Regions from separate parts of the Rattus norvegicus genome. Here region 1 is linked to region 2. A link is a contact called in public Hi-C data. All regions are on one chromosome and are shown on one strand. The core of a region is the stretch at or near the end of the contact, and the rest is flanking DNA. Distances in the headings are between cores, read along the strand shown. Region 1 overlaps Pamr1 (peptidase domain containing associated with muscle regeneration 1). Region 2 overlaps Commd9 (COMM domain containing 9).

What was found. Hi-C and Micro-C count contacts between places; a contact is called where the count stands out from the background.
Region 1: a contact with region 2 is called in a Hi-C map of frontal cortex, with 2.0 times the contacts expected there. The contact joins two enhancer-like sites. A contact is called at or near these places in 4 of 12 Hi-C or Micro-C datasets (the A7r5 cell line, Schwann cells, frontal cortex and 1 more).

Annotation. Positions count from the first base shown.
Region 1 is chr3:109,402,748-109,407,783 of GRCr8, forward strand. The region is part of intron 3 of Pamr1 (peptidase domain containing associated with muscle regeneration 1); the gene reads left to right. Among named protein-coding and RNA genes, the nearest start is that of Slc1a2, 55 kb to the right of the region's middle. Within about 2 kb of position 3,509, at least 42 of the 93 cell types and tissues checked have an H3K27ac peak or open chromatin away from gene starts, as enhancers often do.
Region 2 is chr3:108,639,735-108,644,744 of GRCr8, forward strand. Commd9 (COMM domain containing 9) reads left to right here. Exons shown (of 6, transcript NM_001033692.1): 3 at 1,172-1,311; 4 at 2,964-2,998; 5 at 3,913-4,016; 6 at 4,991-5,010. Among named protein-coding and RNA genes, the nearest start is that of Commd9, 11 kb to the left of the region's middle. Within about 2 kb of position 1,312, at least 19 of the 93 cell types and tissues checked have an H3K27ac peak or open chromatin away from gene starts, as enhancers often do.

The DNA of each region.
Region 1 (5,036 bases), core at 2,259-4,758, 770 kb after region 2:
ACACAAATACAGTTCTCTTTAAGACCATACGATATCTGTGAGTATAAGGCCCGGAAGACTCCGATCTTCAGGGGAAGGGTTTCCCAGGTAAACAAGGATCCAGATGCTTGGTCTCTGAGGCTGCTGAGGTAGAAGGCAGGGAGCAGATGAAGGCTGTGCCTGCCAGAGGAAAAACAGGCCAGCACGCTGGAGCAGAAATCTAAAGCAAACACAAACTCCGTCTGTTTTCTGACATGGAGTTTTGCCAGTTGACCAGAGTTAGGTGAGACAGCAGATCTCTATAGGGTGTTGCCATTGCAACAGATTCACAAACCTGTGGTCTCACAACCTCATACTCCCATGGTGTCTTAGTTTTGTAGTGGAAAGTGGTGTGGATTGGAAAGAGGAGATTTTATAGGGTTCCTCGCGCTTGGATTTCAAATGCTCTCTGGGATTCTGGCTTTAGTCCTGACCCAGACACTAACTCCTGACCTGATCGAGTTAAAACAAACGATCTTTATCTTACACAGCTGATAAAGGAGAGCACATTCCTAAAAGAAGGAAGGTGGACATTTTGTGTTCTCCTGTTGTAAAACAATCAGTAAAGAGAACAATAAGCCAAATGAAATGTGTCTAGATGATCTAATTGCAGAACTTTCAGATCAAAACTGTGAATAACTTCAGATTAATTATATTAAAGGATTTATGAGAACATCTGCTCTTATGAGCTAACATGAGAAATGTCAATTGAGACTTAGAAAATTAAGAATGAGCGAACATGCAAGAACTATGAACACGGTTTATGGAATTAACAACAAATACATCAGGTGAAGGGAATCAAGGAGAACGAAGAATCAGAGAATTAGAAACAGGCCAACAAAAATCAGTCAAACTGAAGTCCAGAGACAATGCACACAAAGTCCTCAATGTTAATTTTTTACTAGTGTATATTAGGTATATAAAATTCTAGTATTTTGTTGTGATATTTTTATGTATACAAGAAAGTAGATTGAGGGAGGGGCCAAGAGGAGGGGGCAAAATAGAGCAATGGGGGCAGAATGCAGTCAATCCAGCTTTCTTCTCTACCTCCTTCCAGCTCCTATCTTTTTGGCTGGATTAGCAAGGTGACATAGTATGCATTTTTGGAGATGACCCTTGAGGTTTCAGAGAGGAAGTATCTCCTGTCTCAGAGTGGCACACACACACACACACACACACACACACACACACACACATACACACAGAGTTACTTTAACTGAAGGTATAACACATATAGTCTAGGGAGAGGGGGCTTTGAAATGCTTTGATTGGGCAGGGAGCTATTGAATTATTTGAAATAGTCACCCATTTGGTTAGCAATTCATGGTGCATCAGCTTGATACTTATAAAGAGGTGAACAAAGCCATGCCCCTCCCCTTCCTAAGCTGTACTATTAAGGACGGAAATAATTCAATCAGCAGTCTTCGGAAAGTGTCAGGCTGACTGGGGTTTGAGGCCAAATCACAGCCTGGAAGGTCACTACTGGATTTCTAGTGTTCCTGATGAAGACAAGAGTCCCAATCAACTCAAAGCCTTCCCTCACCACTTACTGTGAACGATGCATTGTTCCAGATAACTTCATGCACAGTCTCATTTAGCCTCCACTACAGTCCCCATCAGAGCCATTTCATAGATAAGGACACTAATGTCAGGGAAGGGATGGAGGAGAGGAGGGATTGTTGCTTCGCTGTAAGTCAGTGGGCCAAGATATGAATGCAGAAGCTTGGCACCAGAACCAATGTCGTCTTCTCCAAAGAACTACCCCTGTAGAACAGAGGCAGCTGAGGTCATGGCTCTGAGGGTCCGTCTGAGGACCTGAAGGTGATGGTGGGATAACTGGAGTCACACAGAGGGTTCAGGCTTCTTTTCTGCCCCTGACCTAGGGCACTGGCAAATTTGCCTTCCACCATTGGGCCTTGTCTCTGCCAGCTGTGTACCTGATGGGCCTGCTGGGTCCCAGCCCATGTCATCATTTGGCTCTTATAGGATATGGAAGACAGGACAGAACCTGAGCTTCCCTGGGACTCTTACACTAAGAGAGTGTCTCTGATCCACACACGACTCCATAGAAGGAATAAAATTATTGCCACTGACAGAGCATCTCTGGGAAGCAGGTACAAGCTGACAACTTGGCCTGGAGTGAGAACTCAGTTGGTAGAGTACCTGCCTAGCACAAGTGGACCTAGGTTTGATCCCCAGTAACACACAATGAACTAGGCATTGAGATGTACCTGTGAAACGCCCTCACTTGGCAGGTAGAAACAGAAGGATCAGAAGTTCAAGGCCAGTCTCAGCCTTAGCTAAAACATTCAAAAATAGCAAAGACTACAGGAGTTTTTGTCTTAAAAAAAATCAGCTCAAATCAGTCAAACAAGGAAATAATAGAAGACATGGTGACAGGCACTGCTATGTTCATCTCCATCCATGAGAAACATGCTCAGACACCAGGGAACTCACCCAGGGATCAAGATGTTTTATGGACTGAGCCCTGTCTCTGGAGTTATCTTTGAAAGAGGAAAGATAGCATCAATGAAGAGACATTCTAATTTGTCCAAACAGTTTCTCTGAATCCTCTTTTTTCCCTATGAGGGAAGATGAAAGAAAAATAAAATCAAACCACTTCGCAGAAGTGTGTCTTGCCACCCCACCCCAAATTCCGGAGACGATGAGACTCGTGTGAATGTTGGAGGTGTTCAGTTTTGTGCAGAATCTTCCAGTTCTCTTACTAGTTTGGAAATTGAGGAAGGCTTTCTTTTAATTCTGTAAATGGAAGCAAGGTCTGTCTACCTATTCTGTTCATGTTGGACTGTAACAGAATAGGGGCCAGTCCAGGGTGTGGAAGACTTGGGGGATAGTCTGGACACACACACACACACACACACACACACACACACACACACACACATACACATACACACACAGAGGCATACACACACAGACACATAGACACATATAAACACACAGAGAGAGACAGAGAGAGACAGAGGGAGACAGAGACATACAGACACACAGAGAAACAGATCACACACATACACACACACAGACAGCGAGAGACAGAGAAAGACAGAGGGAAACAGAGACATACAGACACACAGAGAAACAGATACAGACACACACACGCACACGCACACACACACATACACACACACAGAGGCATACACACACAGACACATAGACACATATAAACACACAGAGAGAGACAGAGAGAGACAGAGGGAGACAGAGACATACAGACACACAGAGAAACAGATACAGACACACACGCACACGCACACACACACACATACACACAAGAGCATGCCTATGCACAGTAAGACATCATTAGGGAACCCAAGCAAGTCTTCTGGGCCCTGAGCCTGCTCTGGTCTTTTAACTCAGGACCACCTGCCTGGTTGGCCAGTGGCACTTCCTTGGCAGGGACTCTGGCTCTATTCACTGTTCTGTCCTGGGCAGAGAGGTGTATAAGTTTGCCTCTGCACCCAGATCAGCCAACTCCAGAGGAGAGGCAGAAGTGGGAAAGGAGCAGAGGGAGTCCCTAGTGGAGGAGGGAGTGGGGTCCCTTCTTTTCCTTTCTGCCCAGCGCCCCTTCTACAAGCACATTTCCAGAAAGTGGCCTCTTTGTCTTTGGTTGGCTGGAAACTTCCTCCTCTTGGAGACAAACAGTCCCTCCCCTTCAGAGTAAGAGGCAACAGCAGGCTGAGGAGTCCAGCCCCTGCATATGCTCTGCAATTCTGGCTACCTCTGGAGGACAGCTCTAGGGCAGGCGTAAGTGGTACAGCCTACCCTGGGTGGGACTGGGGGCTCCAAGCCCTCCAGAGTCTGCAGGAAACACTAGAGCTTCCTAGCTTCACCAAGGAGACCAGGATGGGGAGGGCCCACAGACACAGGCTGTCTGATTCCAGCTTCTACAAGGAGGAAAGGATGCAACTGGAGACCGGCTGGCAGCCCTCAAGCTGCTTCTAACTTGGGGCTCCCAGCAGGAGATTTGTAGGGGAGCTGCGACTTAACACCTTGCAGGCTAGGAAGCTGCCAGGCTCTAGCGGGCTGAGGCTGTGCAGGGAAGCTTCTTTTTTTGTCTCTCACACCCAGGGGAGCACGTAGCACTTCCTTTGCTTTGCAACAGATGGGCAGATGTGGGCGAGAGAAAAAGTGAGGTGTGCAGGAAGAATGTGTGCTTCCGGTGGGAGACACTTCACGTGAGGTACTCTGGAAGAGGAGGAAAGGGCTTTCTGCTTCCTGAGGCAGTGAGGGAGGCTTAGATCAGAAAGTCCCTAAGGGAGAACAATGTCTCATTCAAGACTAGACAGATCCACATTCAAACCCCTGCTCTGGCACCCAATAGCACCTGCTGATTTTCACTGATTTTCCTGTTGCCCCTTCCATGCGTAATCTGTCTGAAGTCTCACAAACCATACAGCCTGAGTACTACTTTATTCACATGGGATTGAGGTTGACTGAGGTTTGAGAGGTGAAGTAACCTGTCCAAAGCTGCACAGCTAATGACACTGAAGCTGAGCCTCAAAGGACAGTTGGACTTTGACACTTCTGTCCTCACTCAGAGCCCTGCAGTATCCTTTGTTGGCCATCAGAGCTTGGGACATTACCCCCTTATCTTTGGTATTCAGCACCTATGCAATGGGAGGATGAATATTATTTCCTAGGTTTATCATGAGAGTTAAATGAAATAAGCCTGGTATAGCTTTAAACCAGAGCCTAACTTATAGTAGTATAATCCATCTGTCCATCCTTCCTTCCTTCCTTCCTTCCTTCCTTCCTTCCTTCCTTCCTTCCTTCCTTCCTTCCTCAACGAACATTCCAGGTACTATTCTACCAAAATAGGTAAGGAAAAAAGATCCAAAAATTTCAACTTTGTGACGTGTGTTATAAAGAAAACAAAACATGATTAAGTTAGACTATAGAATGGGGGGGGCAAGCATTTCCATGGATAACTGAAAGGAGGCTTCTAGTTGTCAATGGAAGGGAGATTATGAGCTTCTTAGGTTGAACTTGAAGCAGGC
Region 2 (5,010 bases), core at 62-2,561:
GGTGCCATTACTGTCATTAGTTTTCTTTAATGTCGAGCTTTCTTCGTGGAAATCAACTATAGGAAAGTAAAAGGCAGAAGTAAGATCGTAGACATAGTTTGGATATCCTTAAAATAAAGCCAGGACTTTGGGTACAGGTGTGTGATTCTAGAAAAACAGAGGAAGGAGTGGGGAACTGTGGAGAATGGAGACAAGGCCATTACCGTGCATGCTGATGAGATGGTCACTGCTGAGCGTCAACTCCCACCCCGACCACTGCAGGCTTCACTTCTCTTTGCTTCTGGGTTGTGTCCATTCATAGTCAGACAGCCTCCGTGCTATCAGATAAAGCTGCAGAGTGGAAAAAAGTCACCTCCACAGAGCTTTTTTGGGTTCAGCTAAGCATCGTTAAGTTCGTCAGTGAACTCTAAGCTCCATTCTGCTGCAGATCTACGAGGACATGGGATGTTTGCTGGGAGTGTAGCTCACTGATAGAGTGCTGGCGGAAGCCCTGGCCTTGCTGTGCGGTGCCTACAAGGGTATAAGGTGGGAGACACATGGAGGCAGGCTCCAAGACTCGTCTTCACAGAGGGAGTCACACCACTGGGCAGGAACTTTCTCCTTGATCTTCTGGGTGACAGCTTAAGGATAAGGACGTGAGATGCCTTCCACCCTAGATGGAAGCCCACACTCCAGGGACCGGTATCTCCTCACAACCCAATCAGCACAGGTCCAAGGAGGGTGCAGCCTCACTCAGGGAAGTGCACCCCAGTGTTTACACAGTCCTCTTGGGCCAGAGGCTTTGGGCCACTGCAGGGTTGCCTAGTAACCTAGCTGGCTTTCCACTTCTCTCAGGTTACCAGGGAAACAGCATAACAGAGTTAAGTGGAGGTCAGGTTCTGCTGCAGAAGACAAAAAGATACATTATCCCTTTGCCCACAACTAACAAGTTTCTGACGAGCTGATGGCTTCCTATGTCAGGGAGCTATCTCTGTCTTCTAAAAGGACCAGTGAACTAGCAGAGTCAAATTGGGTGTCAGTATGTGCTACAGCGGCCCCCACACTGCAGTGAACCCATTCACGTGACTGTGGTCATGTCCCGGCCCCCCCCCCCCGGGATGAGTGTGCAGAGCTCCACCCTACCCCCCTGCTCCTGCCCTTCAGCTGCGGGGCTGCCCCTTCTGTCCCACAGCTGCTCCAGGCTCTGCACCACTTCACTAGGCTGGTGGCCTTCCGTGACCTGTCCTCTGCTGAGGCGATTCTGGCTCTCTTTCCGGAAAATTTCCACCAGAACCTCAAAAACCTGCTGACAAAAATCATCCTGGAGCACATGTAAGTGGGTGTTTTTGAGAGTCCCTTCAAACTTTCACAATTCTCGTTATTACTGTTGTAGAAATAATGTGAGTTTGTGGTTGAGAGTGCACACTGTGTATGATGAATGCTGAGAGCACATACGTATGGCCCTGGAACCCCACACCCAGAGGTTAGTGGCATCCACTCTTTAATGGAAGGCTCTTCATCTCTTTACTTAGTTCTGTTATTTGAGGAAGGGTCTCATGTAGCTGAGGCTGGCCTTGAACTCCCTTTCTGGCCAAGGATAACACTGAACTCAGGCTTCTTCTACCTCCACTTCCCAAGTGCTGGGCTTACAGGCATGAGCTCCCACTCCTGGCTGTTTCTCCTGCGTATATGTGGAGAAGCTGATCCTTAGGTTTTGTTTTTAACACACAGACAGAACCTTGCCATTTTAGAACTTACTTATTTTCAGCAAACAGTATTAAAATTTAATAGTTAAATGTAAAGTATATTCTAGTCCATGGAGGAATTCTGTGTCATTTTTAAATTCCTTAAGGTGAGCCATTTAAGATATTGGCAGTTTCTCCCAAAAATAATTTGTGGTAGGTAAAACCTTTTTTTTTTGTTGTTGTTGTTACATATTCAGTTATTCACTTACTGGCTTAAAGGTCATGTACATACTGGTTCCTAGTTTTGCCTTACATTGTCCAGTTGCCTCCAAAAATGTTGTTCCAACATGGTCTGTTGTTGTTGTTGTTGTTGTTGTTTATTTTTTGGTTTTGTTTGTGTGAGACTAGGTCTCCCAGTGTAGCCCAGGCTAGCCTGGCATGTGGAGCCCTTGTGGCTGCTGCTGTGATTATAGGCATGCACCACCAAACCTGGCCTCGAAGCACTGAGGTTTCTTTCCTTTTCCCAGTTCTGTGAATGGAGACGGTTTCTCATTTTAGCTTTTAAGTTTTAAAAATGGTATTAGAAATGTTGAATGTCTTTTTCCTGTGCTTACTGGTCATTTTTTGTTTCTCTTGTGAATTGTCTATATCTTCTGAGCTGGGAAAATGCTTTTCAACATGAATCTTAAGTAGAAGTGATTGTTGTCTAGGGGTCCAGCTTGAAGGGGTCCAGCAGCAGAAACTGGTAATAGTTCTTGACCAAGGACTTTGTTGTTTATTTAGGAACTCTCACACATGACCACATTTTACTCTGACTCCATGGCACCTCACTCCGACACTACTTGTGGGTGTGTTTACATAAGATGCAGTCCTCACAGTAGGTGCTCAGGGAAGGGAGAGTGAAGTGACTTTTTTGTTTTGTCTTTGAGACTAATAGCACAAGAAGCTTGCAACACATTAAGCGTTCTATTTTTCTCTAGCATTGTTTTATTACATTTCTTTATTTGGAGGGCTGCAGGGCATGCTGTAGTGGCATGGAGGTCAGAGAGCAGCTTGCAGCTCTTAGCTCTGTTTGTTGACCAGCTGGGTCCCACAGACTGAGCTGGGTCCTGTCTTAGGGCCTCTGCTGTTTTATGCCTTTATGTTTGTGGGTTTTCTTTCCCTAAGCTATCCATCACCTAACTTTTCAAAACAATGAAAAACTGCCTCTGAAGGGAGAGTTTTCTGGTAAGAGGCCACAAGCTGGGGACCCTCATTGCTCCCCCATTGTTTCTTCCCCATCTTTTCCTTTTTAAACAGATCGACTTGGAGAACTGAAGCCCAAGCAAACCAGAGTGAGTACTGCCTCTCCCTACCCTGCTCCCCAGGGCCAGCTGAGTCCTCCAGCCAAGAACTTAACTGCAGATCAAAGAGAATTATCCTAGTTCCGTGCTGTACCTTTTAAATTTCACATTATTTCACCACTATTACTACTACTACTACTACTACTACTACTACTACTACTACTACTAATGTTATGATAGGAGCAGGTTGCTAAAGAATACAGAAACACCCAAGTAGAAAGTGAAGTACTTAATGTAAATGTTGGTTAAGAGGGAGCAGAGCAGGCCAATGGGAAGGGGAGGAGGAGAAAGAAAGAAGTGGGTATCAGGTGGTGTGTGCTCAGTAGACATGTTTACAACAGTTACATTAGTAACACACTACCATGTACAATGAATAGTAATGAGAACTACATGTATGAGTTGGACTTGCAGAGAGGAAAGATGGTCGCTGAAGGTCCTCCAGAAGGTTGTGTAGAGCAGGCCGAGTGACTGCCCTTGCACTCACTTTGAGCCAGCGCAGACTCACCCAGCCTTTCCACCAACCCTGCAGTCCAGGCTTCCAGATGAGGAAGCAGGCTCTGGGTTAGACAAGTGCGGGGCTTGCTTCTAGAAAACAAAGTCTCTGGCACCATTGCTGAAGTTGCCCTTCCTCTACGACCTTGTGGTCACTTGTCATTCTGTCCCAACTCCTGGAGTGGGAGTGCCTGAAGATGTGCCCACTGGGAATCCGTGCTAAGGACAGGTGGCACCAAGCCGTGTGTAAGGCACACAACTTGTAGGTCTTAGGTCCTCCCTGTCTCTTCCTGAGACTTGCTTGTCATGGAGCATGTTGTGTGTATACATTCCTTCCAGCCGCCTGTCATTGGATGAAAGCTTGGAAGAGACAGGTAGTATATAAGCTCTGACCACAGCTGTCCCCTCCACAGTCTCTCTGCCACGCCTAGTGGACCTGGACTGGAGAGTGGATATCAAAACCTCGTCTGACAGCATCAGCCGCATGGCCGTCCCCACCTGCCTGCTCCAGATGAAGGTATACACACCCCGTGTCAACTCCTCAGGAGACAAGGGGGAGTGACAGTGAGTTGGCCTTCTCCCACCCCAGTCATCTAAAACACCAGCAGAGTAAATAACAGTAACAATAATAATGTCCCCTCCCAAATGTGGTGCTCATTCACATGTCACATCCGTAGGACCGTCTTGACTTAGCATGGTCATAATAAAGTAGTTCCTAAAAGCAGAAGTTTCGTGAGAATGGGCGCAGATACGTTTTTCAGATGACGTGCCGCTGTCTGCGGTGTCCTTCTTTAAGCAGGGTTACACACGCAGATGTCACATAGCCCCCGACTCCTCAGGTACACAGACTCTCACTAGTTCCTGTCCAGTCGACTTGGGCCATCCCTGCTGCAGCACAGCCCAAGCCGCAGATGGCAGCTGAGTGGCCAGCACCTCCTCCGTAGTCACATGCCCTGCCCCCCTCTCTTCACCTTATCGTTCTTTTCCGAACTTCATAAGGGCCTAGGCCCATTTTGTAGGATTTCGGTAGCTAAAATTAGAAGGGTGCGATGCTGTAGCCACTTTCCCAGGCACCCAGTAACTCAACATCTGTCGAAGACGAAGACCTTTCAAAATATAGTAACATTTCATTTCCTCTTTAAGACCACATAGGTATATGTGGAAATTTTCTTTCCTGTGTCCAATTGCTTTATGCATGCCATGGAGCCCTCTTGTCAAAGTGTGGTATGTACAGGTAGTGTTTTCTCACTTGAGCACTGAGACCCTGTGTCGGAGAGGTCAGTGAGCCTCCGCTCACCCAGAGCATGTAAAGGGGAAGTGACCATGCCGTTGGAGTATCTCCTTCACTACCTGCTGCTAAAGAAGGAAAGGCCAGGATTCTCTGCTGCACTCAGTAGCAGCCTCTTAAGAGCCCATAGAACGGGGTAGGGTTCACTTCCAGGGAGAAACAGACAGGCAGCTTTGACTTTCTGGGCCGTGTTCTTCTTGCAGATCCAGGAGGACCCTAGTCT